Regions from separate parts of the Mus musculus genome. Here region 2 is linked to region 1. The links are chromatin contacts, called in public promoter capture Hi-C maps. All regions are on one chromosome and are shown on one strand. The core of a region is the stretch at or near the end of the contact, and the rest is flanking DNA. Distances in the headings are between cores, read along the strand shown. Region 1 holds the start of Ces2e (carboxylesterase 2E). Region 2 holds the start of D230025D16Rik (RIKEN cDNA D230025D16 gene).

Region 1 (5,667 bases), core at 1,343-3,842:
ATGGGCATGGGCTGGTACATAGATGTTGAGATACAGGCAGTCCTCAGACATAGAGATGGGAGGCAGGATCAAGTTCATCATCTTCAGATCCTCTGAACCCATCAAATTGTCATTTTGTAGACACCTGATGACAATGGCAGACAGTTAATACAAGAGATATTTACTGGTCAATATCAGGTCTTATCAGTCTGGGTTGTCTCTCAGCCACTTTTAGCCACTTCCCTCCAAGTTGTCCTGCTAATGTATGATTCTCTCTAAAGAGTTAGTTCCTGGAACAGAACCTCTGACACCCCAGCACTCCATTGCTCAGTGTCCTATACCTAGGGTTCAGCTGCCAATAGTGGATAAGAAGGTCTTCTTGAACCCACGAGGGTCTACACGGTAGCAGAACTCAGGTTTTTTGTGCTTTCTAGTATCCCTAAGATTTCCTTTTCCTACCATGGTAAAGGCTGCAGGCTTATTGAAATCTGAGGTAGAATCAGATTTCCAGAGAGGTCCCCACTTGGGTGAAGGCATATATTTTATTCTTTTTTGAGTTTGGCTTCTGGGGAACTCCTGGAGGCTCTATGAGAATAATTTCCCGTGAGCAGCGATAAGCACCAGTTCTGTTAGTACTCTTTAATGCCTATTGAGAAGGTTAGTCTTAATTTTTACCTTAAGATAACATAGAATCACTTGGGAATATAGTCTCAGTGAAGGATTGTCTAGATCAGGTTAGCCTATGGGGATTTCCTTGATTCTGTTAATTGAGGTGGTAAACTTTTCAACCATGGGGGGAACCATTCTCTAAGAAGGGGCTTCTGAATAGTATGAACAGAGAAGGCAAACTGAACATTAGGCAGTAGGTATGCATTCCTTGCTCTCTGGTCCCATTTAAAGATGTGATATTATTTATTCCCTTAAGTTTCCCCCTTGTAGTCTATGGTAACATGGAGTTGTGACCCATAATAAACAGTTTCTGTCTTAACCTGCTTTTTACCAGGTATTTTATCACAGCTACAAGAAACAAAATGAAGATACCAAGATAATGTTGTGCAATACCTACACAGGCACTAAGGGGTGCAGTGGACAATGTCCCAAAAACAATGTCCCAAAGACCCATGGGATGTTCTTTACCCTACTTCCAGAAACTCTCAGGACCTCTACTTCACACGTAATCTTCAGAGGAAGGTTTTATATGTTTCTTTGGACAATGGCACTTGGCTCCTTTGGTTGTATGAGGAACTGTAGAGGCTGGAGTTGTGAAAGGACACATCACTGCTGCCCTCCTGAGAGACTTATAGTACATTATACTTGACTCTGGGCTCTTGCTGGTTAAGGTGTTTATACTGACCTTTGTCCATAGACCTCATTTATGGTGGCAGAGATCACTTGGCATATTCTGAATCTAGGAACCATTCATATCTGTTTCTCACTGCAAAACTGAGAGATAACGTATAGGAACTGATCTTTGACCCAGGAGACTGGCAAAGTTTTTTCTATTAGAAGCCTTAGCTATGTATCTAAAAATGCACAACGCACTGCACATCATAGACAGAAAACTTCTATGGGGTTGAGAAGAAGGAAGCATTTCATTTGCTCCCAGAGCTTAAAGCATGCTTTTACCCCCGGCCTGCAATTGTCTAGGTCCAAAACTTACATGTTTGGATGTGAGGTCCCATCCCTCACCCCACTCCATGGCTCAGGGGCCTCAGGAGGTGCAAAGCGCAGTGGTCCTACAGGAGGCTTGGCAAAGGGGATTCCCAGGAAGGTATGAACAGCGATGTCAGTGTCCTTCACGTGGACAAGGCTGCCTCTCACCTGGCCTGTGTGTGTGTTCCTGATGGGGCTGGCTGAGTCCTGACCTGTGGGTGGAGATGCCAACATGGTTAGTTTTGCCCAGGCAGTTGCCACTACATGGTTTATTCCCACCTTATTTTCACTAAGTGCCCATGGGGAAGGGAATTTGGGGTGTGTAGGCTCAGGTGTGGGATGTGCGAGTAGGAGCTTCTACATAACCCCCAAGCCAGGAACATTACTTATACTCCTTTTGAATGGTAGCAGGGCATGTCTCTAAGGAGGAGACATGCTCAGAGCCACTTGACAGCATGGATGTATTCTTTTCATCATCACCGAAAGGTCTGTAGCAGCCACAGTCACACAGGGAGAGAGGAAATGATACCTTTGCTCTCTTTCCTCTAACCTTCAGGTGCAGCACTTCTTAGCCCTTCTTCCACTGGAATGATTGTTTTTGGAAAGGGGTGTTCATAGGTATTGCTGACCCTCTATGTGCAGCAGGGTTCACTCTGTGGGCTTTGGTGAAGGCATTGGGAGGCACACATTTTCCACCCTTTTTATCTGCCATCTTTACCAGCTTTTCCCTCCCTGGTGACTTCCCTCCCACAAACGAACCTGCTGACTCCGAGGAACTGAGCAGCTCTGACCTGTTCCTCATTGCTCACTGAATGACTCTCACCTTGCACATGCAGAACGAGAAGCAGGACCCCACAGGCCACAGCATTCAGCCATCCAAGAAGTTTGTATAGTGGCATAGTCAGCTCTTAGATCTGAGTCTGTGTTGCTCCAGGATATCTGTGTGCTATGGACAGGAAATAAAAGATGTGGGTCTTGCCTAGGCAGGAATTTGGACCTAAAATAAAGTAGGCAGGAAATTCACTAGGGCGGGGCAAAGTTCGTATTGCCAAAGAAGAGCAGGCCAGCAGGAAGCCAAAGCAATCTCTATTCCTGCTCTTTGGCCTCCTAGAAAGGTATATCATGCCATCTGAAGTCCTTCTGTAACACAGGGAGTCCTATATTCAAGCCTAAGTCAATTCAAACCATGATCACTGTCCTTGTACTCATTGGGCAGATGTTAGTGTTGTTCTGGAGTTCAGAGAACAGGAATCTGTAACAGAGACAGCCTGGGGGGCTTCTTCAAGTAGGTATGTATTCAAGATAAGAGAGGGGAGGGGGAGGGAGGGGGAGAAGAGAGGGAAGGAGGGAGAGAATGTGTTCAGAATATGTCCATTACAGTGATCTTAGGGTCTATATGGACCCCTCCACATGTGTCCTGGCTATTTCACTGAAACACCACAATGTGGCACTTCGCAAGTCTCATTCCTTATTCACACCACCTCTGTAATATATGTTTCCTCTTTTAGCCAGCTCCTGCTGAGATCAACTTTCATAGTTCTTTATCTACTTAAGGAGCACTTTCCATTTTTTTCTATTTCTTTCTTTCTTGTGCATGTGTTTATATGCATGTGTGAATGCCATGCCACACATGTGAAATGCCTCTTCCGTCAGTCAGATCATTCCACCATGTGGATATAGGGGACCCATTTTAGGTCTCTGGCCTTTTGAAAATTCCTTGGCACATTGTGCCATCTCCTGGTCTTCACTTAGCAAACATTTACTCAGGTCCTGCTAGTCTAACACTGAACTCTCAGTGTCTGAGCTCTCAGAGTCTATGATAAAGCCAAAGGTACAGGTCTACACTAGGTGTGTAATAATCACAAAGAACCCTGGCAGAACACACCAAAGAGTACAGGACTAGGAGCTCCCACAATGCCCAACGGATCTCCTAGAGGGCATGATACAGGGATCAAAGTAAGCCTGAAGTCTGAGAATTTGCCTTCACTCTGTATTTCCAGATCCTGATAATTTATGGGCCTAGCACTGCGGGCGGAGCTACATCCTTAAGGCTTCTCTGTCTCTGCAAGCATGATACAGCCAAGCCTTTCCCTACCAACACTGGCTATTGTTTCAATGTAGTGGCTGCAATGCACTCCTGACCAGTCTGCTGTCCCAGCCCTCACTGGCTGCTCCTCTCCCTCCTCTCAGTTCCTTGAGCAAAGAAACTGATGCGCTGTAGGGCTACGAGGTCGTCTTCAGTTCCTTCTTTCTCAGGGTCAAGGAATCAGCATCTTCAAGTTTTCAGGGCTTCCTGGTGCTTCCTCTTAATACAAGACTTTCTCAGCTCTACTGGTGTAGTGGTTTGAAAGAGAATAGCCTTTACAGACTCATATATTTGAATGTTTGCTTTCCAGTTGATGGACTGTTTTGGAGGAATTAGGAGGTGTGCTCTTGTTGAAGGAGGTTTGTCACTGGGGGTGGGATTTGAAGTTTCAAAAACCCATGCCAGGACAAGTCTCTGCTTTCTGCTTATGGATCAGAATGTAAACTCTCAGCTACTGCTCCAGCTCCGTTCCTGCCTGCCTGCTGCCATGCTGCCCACCAGGATGATGGTTCTGAACTCATCCTCTGAAATGTAAGGAAGCCCCCAATTAAATGCTTTCTTTCACAAGTACTCTTGGTCATGGAGTTATCTATAGAACAGTAACTGGGAATGCTGGGAAGGGGTGGTAGAACCCATGGGCTTTGTTACTTACTGCACATTTATCCAGAGACCCTCATGTTGGTAATTGCCAAGGCCATAGCAAATATGTGGAATGAAGAAGACTCTCAGGTGCATTTCTTGGAAGAAGTGGAGAGTGAGCTCAGGAACAGGGAGAAGTGGGGGAAGCAGAAGCTCAAATTCTATTGAAACACCTGCAATAGATACTCCTTCACACCGATTCGGTGCAAAGATATGGGGTCACCAGTGTCCTCAAACATGCCTGGAGGAGATAAGAATGATACAGTCATAGAAGACAGCTTGGCCCAAAGAGAAGAAAATATTAAGCTAAAAAACAAAACAAAACAAAACAAAACAAAACAAAACTAAAACAAAACAAAACAAAACAAACCCTGTGTTTGAGAAAGTTCACAAGAGCTTGATGGGAAGTAGTAGGAATCAGGTTGCTCAGGTGTGTATTAACTGGGGAGTGGGTAAATGTGTTGAGTGCATATGTAGAATGGCATTGTTTAGCAAAGGACGCAATGCTTGAATAAATTGTACCTAGTAATGAGACTAGTCACAAAGAATTCCTTTTCATGATAGGACAGCCCAGAGCCCTGATGTTTTCAAATTTTATGCAGTTTACAAACTCTTCCATCAGAAAGAAGTCATATGGTTGCTAGGGAGCAGAGACCAGGTGATGATTAACAGGAAGGATCATGAGTGGATTTTTTTTTTTTATACTTGAAGTGTGGGTTGTTGCTTATCTCATACTCTTATGCAGATTTACCAAGATATGCTGATACATGGTAAACTTACGCCCATAGAAATCACCTGACAATGAATCTTCCCAGTGGTAAGAGGGCTTCTTAGCATCTAAAACACCTTTGTGGAATGTCCTATATATCAGCAGAAATAAGTATCCCACAGAGGTGTGTTTACAGCAGGAGCTCAATAATGCTGTTGGGCTCCCATGGAAGTATCGGGCATAGGTCATTTGTATTCAAGGGTTAACTCTTCTCTCTGCCCCTACACTTGCTTGGGGTGGATACAGGAGGAGGGAACACATGATGGGAGAGAAGCAGCTTGAATTCTGACCCCACAGTAGCTTTTGAGCTGTAAAAAAAGTACATACCCGATTCTGTCCTTCCTCATGATTGTTTCCACCTGGAAATATACTTCTTGCAGGGCAGGGATCAGAAAAGTGAAAAGACCATCATGTTTCGAAACTATAGTTGGAGGGTCAGGGAGTCTTCAGTGCCCCTCATGAGTTCCTCTATCACTAGGTCACCAAACTCAGGGATGATCTTCAAGACCAGAGACCATTAAAAGTGAGGGAATACAATCAG
Region 2 (5,440 bases), core at 1,885-4,384, 300 kb before region 1:
TTATAATGGAGAGCTGCGTTCAGCCTCTTGGCTGCCTTCCTGGCCTTTGTATAATGTTGGAAGACCAGGAAAAGACCAGGAACAGAGACAAGAAAACCTAAGTAGAATCTCTGCAAATACCGCGCATGCTTTGACCATTGTGGAATAAAGGCATTGCAATTGAAATAATGGTTTCAGTAAGACTTGCAGAGTATATTGATGTAAAAGCTAGTATCTAGATTTGTTTTTAGTTTTCTGAGACAGAATCTTGTCCATACTAGTCTGGAACTCTACGCAGTCCTCCTGCCTTAGTACCTAGGTACTGACTGGGATTACAGGTCTGAGTCACTATGCTTGGCTTGGATTTGCTTTTGAATATTATCTTTAGAAGGCCTAAAGGCAGTTATAAAGCGTCATTTGAGAAACATCCTCCAGCATTGCCTTGTTGTGCAGAGACAATGGCTTGCTGTATCCAAGATAATATGCAAGTCAGTGGTCTCTGATCACAAATATTGGAATTTGTGTAGGAAATTATCTTATCCTCTGAGAAACTTAGGTTAATGGTGCAGCAGGAGTATAGAAATAGTTCATTTATTATAATGCATGTTATTATAAAGTTTATTTTATTATAACAGATGTGTGGGCTATTGTGAAGAAAGAAGGGACTTGACCTAACCTAGGGGCCCAGAGAAGGGTTGGTATTAACCTACAGAAAGATAGATGAAAGCCAGGAGTGGTGGCACATGCCTTTAATCCCAGGCGGATTTCTGAGTTCAAGGCCAGCCTGGGCTACAGAGTGAGTTCCAGGACAGCAAGGGCTACAAAGAGAAACCCTGTCTCGAAAAACCAAAAACCAAACCAAAACAAAACCCAAAAAACAAACAAACAAAAAGTTCAGGTTTTAAGGGCTGCTAAAATGGCAGTGGGCAAGGGTGCTTGTTGACAAACCTGGTGACCTGAATCTGATCACTAGGATTGGCATGGAGGAGAGAACCAACTCCTGTATGCTGTCCTCTGACTTTCAAATGTGCATGATATTCCCTGATACATTTTTAAATGTATATGGGTATTGTTTGGCCTGGAATGTATCTGTGCACATGACGTGTATGTATGTAATGCCTGTGGAGGCCAGAAGTGGTTCTAGGAATCAAATCATCGTCCTCTGAAAGAGCAGCCAAGACTCCAACTACTAAACTTCCCTCCTGCATAAATAAATGTAAAAATGTACACTTTCGACTGATATTGTGGGTCACTTTGGTACTTGTCACTGGGTTTGATCTCAAGTACTACACAGACCCAGTATGGGGAGAGACACAGAGAGAAATATTTTAAGTTCAAACTCAACTTCAGTTTCACTGGGAATCTGAAACCAGTCTGGGCTAATTGTCTAAAAAACAAACAAGAGAACAAACCCTAACTTCAAAACAGGGATGAAGAAGTAGCAAGTCACCACCAAGGCTCAGGTCTGCCCCCAAGTTCAACTCTCAACCTAGGATTTTTGGCTGATATGAAGACAGTGTTTAAAAAAAAAAAAAAAAAAAAAAAAAAAACAACTATTCAAATTCTTGGTTCTTGCAAATTTGCCAAAAGCCCTGGGTAGTTAGTTATGTTAGTTATAGTTCAGTGTTCTGGAAATTTCCTGACCCCAGCTGATCTCCTGTTTGCACTAAATCAAACAAAGAGATACACAGTCTCAGTAAACCATCTGTAGCTGTGGGTCTTAACCAGTCCTGGGATGTCCAGACTAGGTAGGAGTTGTCCAGGGGAGAAAAAAATGTTAATCAGAAGTCAAACATCATTTGCTTTTCAACCACGCTCTTGATGCCTCATATGAGGTTGAATGGAACATGTTCATAGCAGATTAAATTTTGAGAAGTCTACAGGAACAGGCAGTCTAAGTTCTGAGAACCAAGAGCCCTTGATGAAACTGGCTTTTATAATGGGCAAGAAAGAGGCAGGCAGCCACCAAGCCCCAGCAATCTACCCAGCTAGGTAATTCCAATATGCTGTCTCTATAGACAGAGTCGTCTACATTCAAGGATAAGCCATAAACAAATGGAGCAGCTGACTCAGTCCAAGAGCTCCCAGTAGAGAGACAGAGGTTGAGGCCCACACAAACAAGCAGCAGGAACACCTTTTCCCAGCCCCTTCGCTTAGTGCTGCCACTAAGTAAACACACTGGAGTCACTAAATGCAAATACTCTTGTTCACATACGAAGGCCAACTCTCCCCAAGTGACCTAACTGATTTGTCTACCAAGCCAATGTGTAATTTCCACTTCACTCAATTTCAACTTTTAACTCTGGTATCTGGTATTGCGACACCACACGTTAAGAGTACATTTCAAAAGAGAAGAAAACAAGTCGAGAGTTCCTTTTAGAAAAGCAAGCTCATTCCCCCACCACCCCCATCTGATTGTGAGGCATGAGCTTAGGTTTCCCCCACTCCCCTAAAACCAGAGAGAGACAGATCAGAGACCAGAGTGTTGATTAGGTGTGCTACCTAGTTCTTAACTATTAGAGTCAGCAAAATGGGCATAATACTATCGATATTCAGACTTCAGGGAGTTGTATTAGAGATAAATTCAAAAGAGCAGGACCTTCCCACTCCACTAAGTATTTGGTGTGTACTGGCTATTACTATCATAGAGGTCCAAAGAAGGACCCTGCTGAGACATCGCTGATCCTATGACAGACGGGAGGAGCGGGATTCTAAAGCCCGGAGCCGAAAGACTAAAGGGTGAGAAAAGGCGAAGAACCGCGGGCGCAGGGGCATCTGGGGCAGGAACCAGAAGCGGAAGGGACTAGGGAGAATTAAGGGCCAGCCAACAGGATCCCAAAAGACCCCACACTCACCCAGAGTGAATTCCCATTGCTCGTTCCCCAGAGAGCGTTCAGGCACCACCTCCAGGTCCAGCATTGGGTCGGTTCGCTGGGCCGGGCGGCCTCCCTGCGGCAGCGCAGACAGGACCCGGCCTGAGGAGAGCACGCAGCTGCTGACTGGTCGCTCTCGCCAGCCCGCGGACGTCCGGCTCTCCACTCGGTTCCGGGCGGCGACGGCAGCACGAACACAACAACACACTTCACCTCCCTTCAACCTCCCGGGCAGCAGCCCCGGCAGGAGAGGCTGTAGCAACAGCAGCGCCCAGAGCAACTGCAGCAAAAGTGGCGTGCCGGGCCGTAAAGCGTGGCAAAGGCGGGGCTAAATCATGAAGGCGGGGCTTGAGGCGGAGTCGCGCACGCGCAAACTCTGGATCAGAGGCCAGACCCGCGCGGGTAGAGCTGGAGGGAAGAGCAGCTGCTTTAGAACTTAGGGGCCACATTCCAGAGGTCCTGAAACTGCACAGCGCACCATATATGCCTACGCAAGAAAAGGCACAAGGCGGGAAACATGTCACACAAAAATAAAGTCTTCCGTCTGCACACTTGTCCCACTAATCTGCACTAGGAACAAAACGGACAGGAAGGACCCAGTCCCAGAGACTCACGGCCCCGCGGACCATTATCAAGCTTGTCACGTACTGACGCTGGCTGCCACTGCCTAAATTGTTCAGAAACCTACTCTCCTTGGACCCAGTGGTCTCTGAGCAGGGTCCACCTCAGAGTCGAGGATGTATGAGTCCGTTGGCAAGGGTTAGAGCGAGAGGATTTGAGTTAGAAGGCTGAAGAGTTCCGGGCCAGGTCTCATTTCCAGAAATGCTCAACCTAGGGAATACTTTCTAAGCACAGAGGCTGCCTCCTGCAGCTCCGCCTGGAGTCACCATTGCTGCTTGCCAATGCTTTATGGTAGTGACTAAAGCTCTTAAGTGTTCTGTGCCTCCGTTTCCAGTGAGTAGAAGAGGGGCTCCTCTAGTTATTCAGCCAGAATTTTCGGCTTGCTTGCTCTAGGGCACCCTAAAATTAAAAGGCAGCTGAGGCCTCTTTTGATGACAAGACCTCACACCCTCAGTCTCATTTTATAGACGAATAAATGAGGCACAAGGAGGGTAAAGACTTTACCCAAGCTTCCTTGATCCTAGGCAGCAAAGCTCGATTCCCATTATGTTTCCTAAGGGTAGTATTTAGCAGGGAACTAAGTGACAGACTAAATACTCAAACTGGCTATAAAGAAGCCTAACAGTGGATACGTCACAAAATTTCAAGTCAGTGCTATGGGATTAAACAAAATAAAATAAAAATAGTAGAACGTCTTTGAGAAGCATTGCTGCACGCCAAAACAACTGGGTCACTGGGCTGTCTGTCCAGTGGGAAAGTGGCTGCAGAAACGCTGACGTGTGTAGCTAGCTATGTTTAGAGGCTGGGTGTGCTGATTTGTGCCTGCTTGGAATCCCAGCAGTTGGGAGTGAGGCAGTAAAGAAGTTCAAGGTTAGGCCAGCCTGGTCTACAAAGTGAGCTCAGGACAGCCAGGGCTATACAGAGAAACCCTGTCTCGAAAAACAAAAAACAAAAAACAAACAAACAAAAAAAGAAGTTCAAGGTCGGGCTGGAGAGATGGCTCAGCTGTTTAGAGAAGTCAGTGCTCTTCCAGAGGTCCTGAGTTCAATTCCCAGCAACGACATGGTGGCTCACAACCATCTGTAATGGGATCTGATGCCCTCTTCTGGGGTGTCTGAAGACAGCTGTGGTGTACCCATACACATAAAAACAAGCATAACTTAAAAAAAAAAACGTTCAAGGCCATGCTGGGCTACAAAATGAGTTCAAGGCCAACTTGAGATAAAGTAGACGCTGGCTCAAAACAAAACAAAAGAAGGTGGACCCTTCCCCCACCAACTTTCTAAATTGAATTCTAATGCAAAGCAGAGTAGGAATAGTTATATGCTAACAATAACCAAGCAAGCAAGCACCAAACACTAGCTTTTATTTATGAGGAGGGGAAAGGGTCTGGGTTCTGAATAGGGATGCGGTAGGCTGAGCGGAATCTCAGGAAAAGAAAGACAAAGTCCCAGGCTTCTAAATAGGAAGAAAAACGATTTTTAAAGTTTGGATAAGCCACAAAACTGGGAATAATATTGAAGCAACTCCTAGGAGACTCCCAGTTGGTGTAGTGTGTAGTGATTTCTGTGAATTCAGGATGTTATCTTTGCTTATTTAAATGTGACCCATTCAAATTTTGTCCTAAGTAAAAGAAGCTTTGAGCTGGGTATGGCGGTGCACTCCTTTAATCCCAGCACTCGGGAGGAAGAGGCAGGCAGATTTCTGAGTTTGAGGCCTGTCTGGTCTACAAAGTGAGTTCCAGGAAAGCCAGGTTATACAGAGAAACCCTGTCTCCATAAACAAAAACAAAACAAACAAACAAAACAAAATAAGAAGCTTTGAATAGCCGAAAAGCTATTGGCAGAAGCAACAGAAGCAAATTCCAGGCTAGCCTGATCTACATAGTGAGTTTCAGGAGATCCAAGGCTACCTAGAGATCCTGTCTCAAAACAAAAACAAAGTCATGAACAAACAAACAAACAAAC

What was found. Promoter capture Hi-C pulls out the DNA fragments that hold promoters and counts their contacts.
Region 2: a contact with region 1 is called in a promoter capture Hi-C map of second pharyngeal arch cranial neural crest. The contact joins the promoter of D230025D16Rik here to the promoter of Ces2e in region 1. A contact is called at or near these places in 4 of 39 promoter capture datasets (cranial neural crest, hippocampal neurons, liver and 1 more), 2 of 484 Hi-C or Micro-C datasets (the AML12 cell line and the N1E-115 cell line) and 1 of 9 other capture datasets (pancreatic islet).

Annotation. Positions count from the first base shown.
Region 1 is chr8:104,923,185-104,928,851 of GRCm38.p6, reverse strand. Ces2e (carboxylesterase 2E) reads right to left here and starts at 2,592. Exons shown (of 12, transcript NM_172759.3): 1 at 2,456-2,592; 2 at 1,640-1,844; 3 at 1-124. The coding sequence starts at 2,531.
Region 2 is chr8:105,222,881-105,228,320 of GRCm38.p6, reverse strand. D230025D16Rik (RIKEN cDNA D230025D16 gene) reads right to left here and starts at 3,134. Exons shown (of 16, transcript NM_145604.3): 1 at 2,835-3,134. The coding sequence starts at 2,898.